Linked DNA regions of Ovis aries: region 2 is linked to region 1. A link is a contact called in public Hi-C data. All regions are on one chromosome and are shown on one strand. The core of a region is the stretch at or near the end of the contact, and the rest is flanking DNA. Distances in the headings are between cores, read along the strand shown. Region 1 has its middle 28 kb from the start of FASTKD2. Region 2 has its middle 62 kb from the start of CREB1.

Region 1 (6,869 bases), core at 722-3,221:
CAACCCCCCCTTACAGTTTGCATTCCAGATGTGACCTAACCTCCCAAACATATGTGCCTGCCTGAGATTAAGAAGGCCAGATGAGATGGAGGCCGTATTTCTGCCATCAGTCAGTGACACTGGATTTTTCTGGAATAACAATAGCAGAGATCCCAGGGTGTGGTGCAGCAGGGTGTGGGACTTCCATTCTGCTGGGGGCATAGTGGCTCAGGTAATGCGGATCTGGAACCCCCAACAAGGCAGCATCTTCATGCTTTCCTACCTTTGGGGCTCTAAGTAGAGAAAGCAGCTCTCTGGACAGCCAGTTCTATGGTGCCATTCTGAGAGATTTTCCTGGAAGTTAGATTAAAGGCTGCTTCTTCAGCTCGTCCAAACATCTCACAAGCAGAAGGAGGCTTCTGTGAATGCCCGGAACTTGACATCCAAGTATGTTGTGTTTGAACTAGTGATTTCTATTATCAGCAACTGAACACTGATAAAGACACTGTAATATATATTATAGTATATATATATATATTTTATATACATACACATATAGTATTCATATAGTATATATAATGCATTTGGTGTATGTACACACACATAATAGGATACCATTTTTTAACACTTTCTGAATTTTGCCCTGAAAAGTTTCACTCAAGGTAACAGACATATATCATGTAACTAAGACCCACTAGGAATATCCACATATACTGTCAACTGGTTTTACATGTGCGTCACCCTCAGGAGGTTCCTCCAGGCAGCAATAAAATTTCACTGGCAGATGAATGGCAAAATCAGCCAACTTGACTTTGTTTTCTACTTTTTTCTCCTTCTACCCAATTTTCCCCATACTTCCCCATTTTGCAACCCTGCCAGTTCCATCTTGGGCAGTTTCTCTACACTAGGACCCTCAATCCTAGTGTAGAAAGAGAGAAAGAAGAATAGCCTCAAACTTTTGCCTAATTGTCTTGGGAAATTTGTTCATATTTTTACTAAAAAAAAAAATGCAGTGAAGGGAGGCTTTCATCTTGTCACAGCTTTTAAGTTAGACAATAAGCCAATGCTATCATATTTTGAGATCTTTGAATTGCTTCAATGTCACATTCATTGAAACATATTTCATCTACCATGTTAAATGCTAGTCTTGAAGAAAGTCAGCTGAAGATAATTGAAAGGGAGGGGCAATGCCCTCTTCTCCAGCTTGAGGTTCACATGAAGTAGCCTCCACTGCTGCTGTAGGCCATAGTGAAAACCGTCCCACGCAGAGCAATCCACAGGCTGTGCCCCTGATGCACCTGCCCTGTATTCAGCTGCACGGGCACCCTCCCCCATCCCTGCCATGCTGAACTCTGCACAGACCCTTGCATTTTAAGATTGCAGATACCACTTGCTCCAAGTTTTCCTTAGGGTGTGCTCTGATCCACAGCCATTCTTCTCAAAGCACTCTCCTGGGCTGAGGTAGTAAAATCAGAACAAGTATTCTAGTCTTAACCTCCTATCTTGCCCAACAATATATCTTGGGTAAACACGACGCTTTAAAAAGAAAAGCAGAGGCAACCAAAGAAGGTCACCCTTTTGAGAACTTACTCGATCATTTTTAAAAGGTTGCACCATATGCTTTCCTAAGCCACAGAATCTCACATGGCACTCTTTGTCCTAGAAAAACAAACCAAGCAAGACAGTTCCCCAATGGCTCAGCAGGAAAGAATCTGCCTGCAATGCGAGAGAGGCAGGAGATGTGGAGGAGGAAATGGCAATCCACTCCGGTATTCTTGCCTGAAAAATCCCATGGGGGGGGAAGCCTGGTGGGCTACAGTCCAAAGGATCACAATGAATTGGACACGACGGAGCAACAACAAACAGAAAACAAGACTTTTCTCAATTTCACCTCCACTGTGATTTTGATATCAATCTAGGTTTTTAAGTTTTTAAGAAATTGTGTAAAATATACAAAATCTGCCATCTCTCTTGGCCATTTTAAAGTGTACAGCACAAGAGCAGTCAGTAAGTCTGCTTATTTATTGTGCAGCCGTCACCACCATCCATCTCTAGAATGCCGTTCAGCTTGTAAAACTGAAACTGCCCCTGTTCAGCTGTAACTCCCACCCCTTTTCTTTGGCTCCCAGCAATCTCCACTCTCTGTCTCTATGAATCTGATGCATACCTCATATGAATGGAATGATACGGCGTTTGTCCTTTTGTGTGGTGGCTTATTTCATTTAGCGTAATATCCACCGTGTTCATCCTCACTACAGTATGTATCAGAATATCCTTCCTTTTTAAGGATACATGCTATCCTCTTGTATATATACACAATATTGGATATATACACCACATTTTGTTTACTCCTCCATCCTTGAACACTTGGGTTGCTTCTACCTTTTGTATCAAGATGTTGTTTCCTGCTCCCCCCCTCCCCCCGCCAGAAACTTGTTATTCTCTTGAGTGTCAAACTGTTTTAAATATTGGTTTTGTATTTCTAGAGCATTTCCGTATCCTAAAGATTATATATCACTGAGCGCTGACACACATACATTATATGTATATACACGTGTAAATATATACATGTATATATGTATACACTTACATATGTACATGTTTACATTAGATAGCTAGTGGGAAGCTGCTGTACAGCACACGGAGCTCAGCTTGGTGTTATATGATGACCCAGAGGGGTGGGATGGGGGTGGGGGGTGGGAGAGATGCTCAAAAGGGAGGGGATATATGTATGTATATAACTGTTTCACTTTGTTGTACAGCAGAAACTAACACAACATTGTAATTATATTCTAATAATGAAATTTTAAAAATAAGTACAATCACCAAAAAACATTATATATCTTTGTCTCTATCATCTATCAATCATCTATCATTTTTCCTAAGAAAATCTTTAGTCATTTATTTTTAAATTAAGTACATGTTACTATATTATATTTTATGTGTCCTCATATTCTACTGTAGACTTAATTTTTGGAAATAACAAAAAACCACAGAGGATAAATTTGATGAATTGAGAGTGGGTGACTAGGTGACAATAGAAATGGCATTTATTAAGCACCTACTCTGTGCCAGGCGCTGTACTAGCATTTCATACTCATAATCTCATTCATCCTTATCACAGTTTCTTTGGCAGCTGCTGATAAACATTAATATTAATGTTATAGATGAGGAAACTGATGCTCAGGGGCTTTAAGCTTTAAATGGGTTTCCCAGGAGTGCACAATTAGAAAAAAGACAGACCTAGATCTGTAGCCTGAGTCCTTCTGATCCAAAACTCATTCGTCTTTACATCACTATCTCTAAAACTTTCCTAATGATTACAATCACTTGCATACTTGGTGAAAGTACAAATTCCTGGGCTCTAGCCAAGATATACCCAATCACAGTATACAGAGGAGGGGCCTGAAAAAAATCACACTGCTTGAAGTCAGGGTATCTCCGCTGTGTTTTTGTTAAATGTGTGACATGCATTTAAAATAAGGAGATTGTGTTATGCGGCTCACAGTTCTGGGGCACTTCCCACAACAGATACTAGAAATGTTACAAGCATTAGTTATTGGAAAGATAGTACAGACTTCAGGGTGACTTCTTTGGAAGGTGATATTTGAATGTTCTGCTTTATTGTCACTAAGATGAGCAGACTCACTAGTATGTAGGCACAACTCACGGCATTTTATAGTGGAAAGAGTAAGATAGCCCTGATCTGGGATCCTGGATAAATCTTTTAACTTTCAGAGCCTTGGTTTCTTCATCTGTAAAGACAACAATGCTAATACCCATTTGAAAGGATGTTATACTTATTAGAAATATTCCTTGTCATGAAGCAGATGCTTAATTGGTAATTCTTATAATAGTAAATAATACATATTTATATCATTTTAATATATTTTGTGGTTGTGCTAAGTTGCTTCTGTTGTGTCCGACTCTGTGTGACCCCATGGACTGCAGCCTGCCAGGCTCATCTATTCATGGGATTCTACAGCCAAGAGTACTGAAATGGGTTGCTGTGCCCTCCTCCAGAGGATCCTCCCAACCCAGGGATCAAACCGGAGTCTCTTACATCTTCGGCATTGGCAGGCAGTTTCTTTACCACTAGTGCCACCTGGGATGCAAGCCCATTTTCATATATTGAAAGTGAAAGTCACTCAGTTGCTTGGGACTCCTCGCAAGCCCATGGACTATTCAATCCCTGGAATTCTCCAGGCCAGAATACTGGAGTGGGTAGCCTTTCCCTTCTCTAGGGGATCTTCCCAAGCCGGGGATCCAGCCCAGCTCTCCCACATTGCAAGCGGATTCTTTACCAGCTGGACTACAAGGGAAGCCCAAGAATACTGGAGTGGCTAGGTAGCCTATCCCTTCTCCAGAGGATCTTCCTGACCCAGGAATCGAACCAGGGTCTCCTGCATGGCAGGCGGATTCTTTACCAACTGAGCTATCTGTACAATATTAAATATATTTTATATGAATATATAATATTTATATAATGTTTAACAGTGTATGTATTACATTCTATTATATATGATATATATTTACATAGTAGAATATTATATATTCTATATTATAAAATCTATGCTCTATTAAAAATAACAATATATAAAATATAATATATTGATAATATTATAATTAAGCAAAATTTCTATAGTGATTATTACTTTGTCAACAAAGGTCCGTCTAGTCAAGGATACGGTTTTTCCAGTGGTCATGTATGGATGTGAGAGTTGGACTATCAAGAAAGCTGAGCGCCGAAGAATTGATGCTTTTGAACTGTGGTGTTGGAGAAGACTCTTAAGACTCCCTTGGACTGCAAGGAGATCCAACCAGTCCATCCTAAAGGAGCTCAGTCCTGGGTGTTCATTGGAAAGACTGATGCTGAAGCTGAAACTTCGATATTTTGGCCACCTGATGCGAAGAGCTGACTCCTTTGAAAAGACCCTGATGCTGGGAAAGATTGAAGGCTAGAGGAGAAGGGGACAACAGAGGATGAGATGGTTGGACTGCATCACCGACTCAATGGACATGAGTTTGGGTAAACGCCGGGAATTGGTGATGGACAGAGAGGCCTGGCGTGCTGCGGTTCATGGGGTCGCAAAGAGTCGGGTACGACTGAGCGACTGAACCGAACTGAACTGAACTGTAAGTGTGAACAGCAGCCCTTGGCAGTGATCCTTATATAATGAGCTAGTCAACCAGGGTTTCCAGCTGAATTAAGGCTGGAGCTGAAATCTTGAAAAACGTGTACTGAAAAGCTTCTATACCTATCTCAAGGAGACACGGTGAGCTGGTGGTGGGGGGCGGGGGGTGGAGGGCGGCACGGTGCCGCAATATTTTAAAAGGCACGTTACAGTGGAAAGAGTAGGAAGTGAATACACATGTCCCCTAGGTGGCGCTGCATCATCGTGAAAGTGCAAGTGGGAAATTTGGTATTTTTAGAGGTGACTTCCTTCTGGTTTGAATTTCAAATGAGAGCAAGACAGCTCCCTGAGATGTCTGGGAAAAACTGACCAGGAAGAAAGACTCTTTTTAGTAGGATTGAGTATACAATACTCTTGCCGGTGAGGCCCCTTCGGGTGTTGAGTTGGCTGTAGCTGGAAACAGGAAGCGGGGTCAGGCCAAATTTTATTCATTCTCTGTTGGAGCCCTGCCTGATTTTGACAGGTTGAGAACCATTTATAACTCTGCTGTGGGGGATACTTTAGCCTGGGATGTTAGTTCTTGCCCCTCTGGGGACTCAGTATGGGATTTGAGGGACGGGAGGACCACTGGAATATCCATATAGAAGATGCTAATGAATTCTAACAAGAATCGCCCTTTACAGTTTTGTGTGTATCACTGTGCATTTCTCGGCTAGACTCGTCCCCTCCAACCTCAATTTCTGGGCAACCTATTTTTCTTTCGGCATCAGAAGCGATAGCATCTGGGAAGTGAGTCTGATGAATTCTGTCTGGCAACCAACATCTTTCAGACTGCCAGATCCTGGGGGAGGAAACTGAGATGCTCAGGAGTTGGTTCAGGGCCAGGTATACCTGTCCTTGAGGTCCCAGTGATGGGGGGAAGGAGACTGGCCAAATGTGAGGCAGAACTTCTGAAACTCTGCTTCCTGAGTTCATTTGCATTTTGGCAAAATGTGACTTTGGTTTCCAAGGGAAGGAGTTCACATGGATTAAAATGTCTCAGTTGCTGAAGTTGCTTTGTGTCCCCCACTAAAGCCTTCTGCCATCAATCCCCATCTCCCAACACATTTTCAAATGTGGTGTCTTTGGAAGGTAACCATGGCAACTAAGCTTATTCAGAAATGACTGAATCTAGGCAATAAAGGGGGAGGTAACCCCATGGTATTTTTCACTGGTAACTCACAGGACACTGGTGATTCTAACCGCTGTATACAGTGAGTACTGTTGCCTGTGAACAAGGCACTGTATGGCTTGAAGACATTTGATTCTCACAACCATGCTATGCAGCAGTCATCATTATTCTTTTAAACAGTTGAGAGAACTGGAGCAGAAAGATTCTGATGATTGGTCTCTGGTTGTGCAGCTAGTTAGATCATCTGGACCCTGATATCAAAGGGCCTCCAATGTGCTGTAAAGACACTGCCTTCTAAGGAAAGCTGGAGAGAGGTCTTGTCATGTCCATTTTGCAGGTGGTGAAAATGAGTCACAGAAACATGGAAATTGTTCAAGGCAACAGCAGAGCTCAAAACCTCTGTCCCCACTAATACCTTTCTGTCATATATGGCTTTGAAGTGAAGTCGCTCAGTCATGTCTGACTCTTTGCGACCCCATGGGCTGTAGACTACCAGGCTCCTCTGTCCATGGGATTTTCCAGGCAATAGTCCTGGAGTGGATTGCCATTTCCCTCTCCAGGGGATCTTCCCAACCCAGGGATCA
Region 2 (6,371 bases), core at 3,027-5,526, 690 kb after region 1:
TTTCCACCACTTATGAAGCCAGGAAATCACCTATAAAATTACCAATGGGAAAGTAAGAAAATAAATAACCCCCTCCTCCTCTCATCCTCTGCACCACACTCTTGCTTCCTCACACACTCAGGTGTCAAAAGAATCACCAGTTCTGTTTGGGAGACTTCAAGCATCCTTTTCTTGCAAGGCCATCCAAAATATAATGAGTATTATGACATCTCCTCCACAGCCATGTAATCAGCTAATACTAAAAGTGCTAAGAGAGATGGCTTTTTTCTGGTTCACATCTAAAATGTAGACAATCAACCATGAATGCCTCAGGCTGATCGCATGCTGGGAGAAGCAATAATAATACGTCTGGCCAGATCTCCCTGCCAACTGGAAGGCCCAGGTTGGGGAGCAGATGTGCCGTGGAGGTGATGCATTTGGTCTTCAGTGGGGAGGGTCTGTGGGTCTCATCTGTCTTCCGCACCCCTACTGGTCAGCTCAGCGCTCAGCCCTAAAGCCAGCTGCTTAAGACCCCACTCCTGTGTGAATCCTCCAGTCACAGGGACAGAAGCGTGCCCAAAGGAGAAGACAGCCCAGGAGCGATCTGTGCCCTCATGGCATTGCCAGGCTTTGTTCACAGGCTCTTGTTTTCAATATGGTGTCAACCCTTCCTTTCTCCGCAGCCAGAGTTTGGTGGCATTCTTTCAGTTGATTTCTGTATTGCTCTGCTACACAAGGGATGTCTAGCTCCTGCTTATACAATCAGCACACAGATCCCATGTCAGCTGGAAGCCACAGATGACCAACTGCAAGATCAATAGGCCTCTATCGCTGCCACATGAGGGAGACCCCAAGCTTATCAGTTGCATCATGATAAGTACCTATTTGCCTGACATCTCCTCAATCAATAACTTTGTTATTGTTTGCATTATCTGACTATAAGTTTGGTCAATATACCCAGCTAATGGGTAACATGAGCCAGGATTGCATTTCAATTTTTTTTCTTTCAAGTTTAACTCTCTCTGCGCCAGCTTGAAGGAGTCACCAACTAAACCTTCCCAGCTCTACTTCCGCCTTTGCTGAGTTTCACTGAATCCCTCAAGACATAGGCTGTCTTGAGACAAGGAAGTTAAAGTTGCCCAGGTCTAAACCAAATTGAATAAACCCTGCCTCTCTTTGCTATTATTTTTTATTAGGTTTTCATTAGGATAGGCAGATGGTTTTACATGTGTGTTTCCTTTACTTACTGCACTGGAGGAAAAAAAAAAAATCAACTAGCTAGTGTGTGGATCAAGATGTACAATGCAAATGGGGATTAACTGGTTGGAGAGTGGGCATTGGGGTAAACAAGTTTTGAACCCATGAATAGCCTAAGATAGATGTGGTAACACCATAAAGTGAATAGAAGAAAAGTAACTGTTCTTGAATTGTGCCACAAATCAGCCCTATGCACCACATCAGAAGGGCCCCAGCCATTGTGTGATGAGGAGTACTAGCAGATGGCCCAGCACGTGAAGACGGCTCCAGCTGGCCTCTCACCCCTCTCAGGATTGCACAGGGCTCTAGTACAAGATCAGGCCCAAGAGGTTATGGCTCATCATAAAAAGAGAAATAAAACTTGTAGTAACAACAGTGTGCAAGGCACAGAATGCTTTGATTTTCTTGTCACATTAAAAATATTTACTGGTTTCTCCAGTCCAGATTTAGTGGCAACCCCAAGTACAGAAGGAATAAACAAATTACTCACTTACCAGAATGAGCCTGGTGGTATTCATCACCCACTTCATCATTCTGCCTTCGGGTGCTTTTTTTTTTTCCTGTTTTGATTGGTGATAATAAGTTATTCATATATAACTGCATTGGTAATGGGGTATAAATTTATAGATCACAGAAGGTTTTTTCTTTTAATAAATTTTGATAACTTTAAGAGGGTGCTATAGGGTTTTCAAATGGTAAGCTGCCACTTCCCAGTTCAGGGACTCATGGAGCCCCAGAGCCAACCACAGGGCATGTGAAGCCTGACCCCCTGAGTTTACAGCTGAATGACAGCCCAGATCTCAACTTCCCGCCTTTAGCCCCCCTGCTCGGAAGGCCTCCCGCACACCTTTCCACTTGGCAGTCCTCATTTCTCCACTTCCCGTCCCTCAGCTGGTTGGTTCTTTTCCATCACAGAGAGAGGGCTTGGGGACAAGAGAGAGCTGCTTGGGGAGAGGCAAGCACTTGACCTCTATCACATTCCAAGGGTCGTTCAGACCCTGTTTGTTATTTGTAAAGGAGAAGAAAACACAGAAAACCAGAAAGTGCCAGAGAGGAAAGGCTCAGATAAAAAAGAAGGGGAGAGGAGTGGTTTGTGTCCATCTACTCAGACATAGCAGTTGCGAATAAACGCCTCTCTTCCAAAGCTCGCCTTCCCTCCTCCTCTGACTATTAACTTAACCTAAAGTCCTAACAAGAATTGATCTGTTAACAAATAGATCCAAAGGGGCTAACAGGGTTGATGCGGATGTATCCTGGGAAATAATGAGTCATGGAAAATTATGAATGAAAAACAAGTGAAATCAATATATGACAATAGATGTGAGGGGAGGGTGGTAACGCGTGCAAGTTCACATCATGACTGATGGAGTTTCGGACACGCTGCCCTCAAACCAGCACCTTGATATACTGAGTGTCTTCAGCTGATGGAATGTGAGCAAACAGTAGGTGCAGGGAAGACTCTCTGGCCTCCTTCCCTTGCGCATCTCACTGAAGGAGGTCACAGCGTCATGTGACAGGTGCCCTCCCTGTACCTGGAGTGAGGAGAGGAGCATCCTTATCACCTGAGATGGAAAGCATCCCACCCAAAAGGCCTGGCCATATGCCCCAGTTACTACATTCAGCTCATTCTCTTCACCTAATCATGTGTGCTCTGCTAAGTCAGTTGTGTCTGACTCTTTGCAACCCTATGGGCTATAGCTTGCCAGGCTCCTCTGTCCATGGGATTCTCCAGCAAGAATACTGGAGTGGGTTGCCATGCCCTACTCCAGGGGATCTTCCTGACCCCAGGATCAAACCCCTGTCTCTTATGTCTCCTGTATTGGCAGGCGGTTCTTTACTACCAGCGTCACCTGGGAAGCCCTCACCTCATCATATCTCTCCGTCCCATCTCTCTTCATCCAATCTGCTATAAAAGCACTCTGTTTGGGACTTCCCTGGTGGTGCAACGGTTAAGAATCCATCTACCAATTCAGGGGCACCCGTTCCATCCCTGGTCCGGGAAGATTCCACATGCCACTGAGCAATTAAGCCCTGGCACCACAAATACAGAGCCTGTGCTCTACTGAACCCCACTACTGAAGCCCACAAGCCCACGGGCCCTAGGGCCTGCGTCCCACCACAAGAGAAACCACCGCAATGAAAACCTCACATACCGCAACTAGAGAGGAACCCCTGCTCACTGCAACTAAAGAAAGCCCACAAGCAGCAACAAAGACCCAGTGCCACCAAAAATAAATAAAGAATAAATTATTTTAAGAAATGCTCAGTTTTAACCATTTTTGGGGGGTCCTCACTTCCTTATTGGAGAAGGCAATGGCACCCCACTCCAGTACTCTTGCCTGGAAAATCCCATGGATGGAGGAGTCTGGTGGGCTGCAGTCCATGGGGTGGCTAAGAGTCAGACACGACTGAGCGACTTCACTTTCACTTTTCACTTTCATGCATTGGAGAAGGAAATGGCAACGCACTCCAGTGTTCTTGCCTGGAGAATCCCGGGGACCGTGGAGCCTGGTGGGCTGCCATCTATGGGGCCGCACAGAGTTGGACATGACTGAAGCGACTTAGCAGTAGCACTTCCTTATGGAGACTCTCGTGTCACAGAAAACAAATAAATGTGTACGCTTTTCTCCTGTTCATCAGTCTTTGCATCGGTTTAATTTTCAGACCCAGCAGGAACACTATGAGGGTGGAAAAAAGCTTTATTCCCCTCACACATGACACTCATCACCAGAGCCCGTGTGCTCCAGACTGGGCATACCACTGAGTCCTGCACTGATTGCCTAGACTGAATTAGTTATGTCTTCTGCCTTCTTGTCTGCTGGCTAAAACGAAATGCTGTGGCTTCACATTTACATCCTGCTCTTTTTCTTTTTAGACTTGTGAGCCTGTCTTAAGTTTGGGGAGATGTGGAGAGAGGAGGCCATGGAAGAAGAACAATGATCACTTAGCAGATGAACCTCAGAGAGAGTTTAGTGAGAAAGCAGGGACCCACTGGGCTTGCGGGCGCCCTGCTGAGCTGGTTACATCCTCAGTACCACAGCCCCACTAACCATCTGCTCATTGTCCCTTCTGTGTGGACGGGCTCTCCTTTGTGGCACACTCCATGGGTCTAGGATCTCAAATTCTGACCAGGTTTCCTAATTCATAAACTGGTAGGTTTTAATGAAAGATTTACCATTTCAAAACAGAGTTCTGAGACAGGATCGACTTTGAGGTTTCCCAAGTGCCTGCTGGTGGGTAACAGGATTCTGCAGAAATAAGTCCTGTTTAAAAAAAAGAGTCTGTCCCTGGCACTGTAATCTGGAACAGCGATTCAGCCTCTCTGGCCATCTTCATGTGTGTTTCCTGCCCACAGAATGAAGTTGGAAAGTCAGAGCCGTCATCTGTCTCTACATGCGATTTCTCGCCCGTCAGCTGGACAGGGAAGTGCTTCGTTCTGGTGTATTGATGTTAGTCCTACTAACACATTTCCAAGTTCTCCAGCTGCCATGTAACCTGAAACGGGTCAACTCTGGGAGGGAGAGGTTTGCTTTTCCTTCCTGTAACCTCAGGACTGATTTAATTAAGCAACTCCTCCAGCCCCGATTTATAGTCTGAAAAGTGTTCTCGCCGCAGCCCTTCGATGTGCTGTGTTTTTCAATGAGCTGAAATGCATTGTTCAGTGGAAACACCATTCTGAGTGTCTGCTGCCACCCCGAGAGCTATTCCAACATACGCACCCGTCCCTGTATGTTTAACTGCAAAGGGCTGGATAAATGAGCCGTGGCTTTCTTTGATAACTTAGTACAGTTTTAGAAATCAGAGGAGAGGATGGCTAAATTCCCCCATGGGTTCCTGGGGAGAGCAAAACTTCACCCTAGCCTCCTGCTGTGAAGAAATAACCTTTTAAACCTCATTTTAGAAATCAGTCATTTTTCCCAAGATTAAAACTAAAAATAAGAAAACCCTGGCATGTAGGGGTGGAGGGAGGAAAAAGAAAGGATGCCACAGCGTGACTGTCCTCTGTCTGTCCCTCGGGACTTTTTGTTCTACCATCAGACCCCAGATGTCCTCCCCTGTTTGACAGTTCTGACCCCATCCCCCTCCCAACCTGCCACCTAGGAATGAATGAAACCAAATTTCCCATAGGAAATGCCCTTTCCTAGTCTCTCAAAGGCTTCTACCTCAAAATGAAATCTGACAAAAGAAACAAATTAGATTAAATTGCAGCGCTAAGGGTTTCAGATTGCTCAGATAACAGACTCAGACAGTGCTGTTAGGACTAAGCAAAATCATCTTCTGCAACGTGGGGGAAAACAGAGTTTCCTTCCCTTCATCTGTTCTTGCTGGCAGTTTTTAATATCATTGAATGATAATGAATAGACAGTGGGAGATGGGAGGACCAAGGGAAGGACATCAACCAGAGCATCCAAAAGCCAAGCCAGTAATATGTGTGAATGAAGCTGGATCAGTGAGAAATTTCACGTGATCACTCCAGACTTTTAAATGTTAGCAATCCATTCCATTAAAAACAGAAAAATCCACCACAGCTCCTTCGGTGGTTATTGAGCACTTTCTTATACATCCATGCTGTTACTACCTTCTGTTCACCGATGGGGAAGAGCAAGTCTCTTAAGTGGCAAAACCAGTACCTACCCACAGCTTCGGCCACATTTTATCCACTGAACTGCCTAGAAGTTTCATAGATAGAGAAACGGAGGCCCCCTCCCCAGGGTTAACTAACGTGACCAGGATCATGAAAGAGTCAGGGTGACGTTTTAAAAAATAAATCATCAAACTACAGAAACTGAGAGGAGAATGCGAAGGAGACATGCTGGGACAGAACAGAGAAAGAACGCAACATAAAGAAGAGAAGCGCCATCGCTGGGTGATAACAGCCTCATCCTAACGGCTGCCTAGACCAAGAGGTAAAGATGTATTATTGAAAAATACTGCAAATTTTCAGACATAAATAATTCTGCTTCTGTTATCAGTCCTTGTGCTTGAAACCAAATGATGGAAGACCCTCATAGTTATCTGCGAGGTTCACATTTAGGCTTCATTCTGGGATTTATGTAGACAATGCTGCCCTCTCCTGGCCAACATTTTAATAATGTGAGTCATTGTTTAAATTGAAACATTTTTGTATTTTCTCA

The links. A called contact is a pair of places that touch in the nucleus more often than the background predicts.
Region 2: a Hi-C map of tail adipose tissue shows a contact between it and region 1, with 12 times the contacts expected there. The contact joins two enhancer-like sites. A contact is called at or near these places in 13 of 16 Hi-C or Micro-C datasets (blood, hypothalamus, liver and 5 more).

What each region holds. Positions count from the first base shown.
Region 1 is chr2:208,885,415-208,892,283 of ARS-UI_Ramb_v3.0, forward strand. No RefSeq gene overlaps it. Among named protein-coding and RNA genes, the nearest start is that of FASTKD2, 28 kb to the left of the region's middle. Within about 2 kb of position 1,972, at least 3 of the 54 cell types and tissues checked have an H3K27ac peak or open chromatin away from gene starts, as enhancers often do.
Region 2 is chr2:209,574,870-209,581,240 of ARS-UI_Ramb_v3.0, forward strand. No RefSeq gene overlaps it. Among named protein-coding and RNA genes, the nearest start is that of CREB1, 62 kb to the right of the region's middle. Within about 2 kb of position 4,277, at least 18 of the 54 cell types and tissues checked have an H3K27ac peak or open chromatin away from gene starts, as enhancers often do.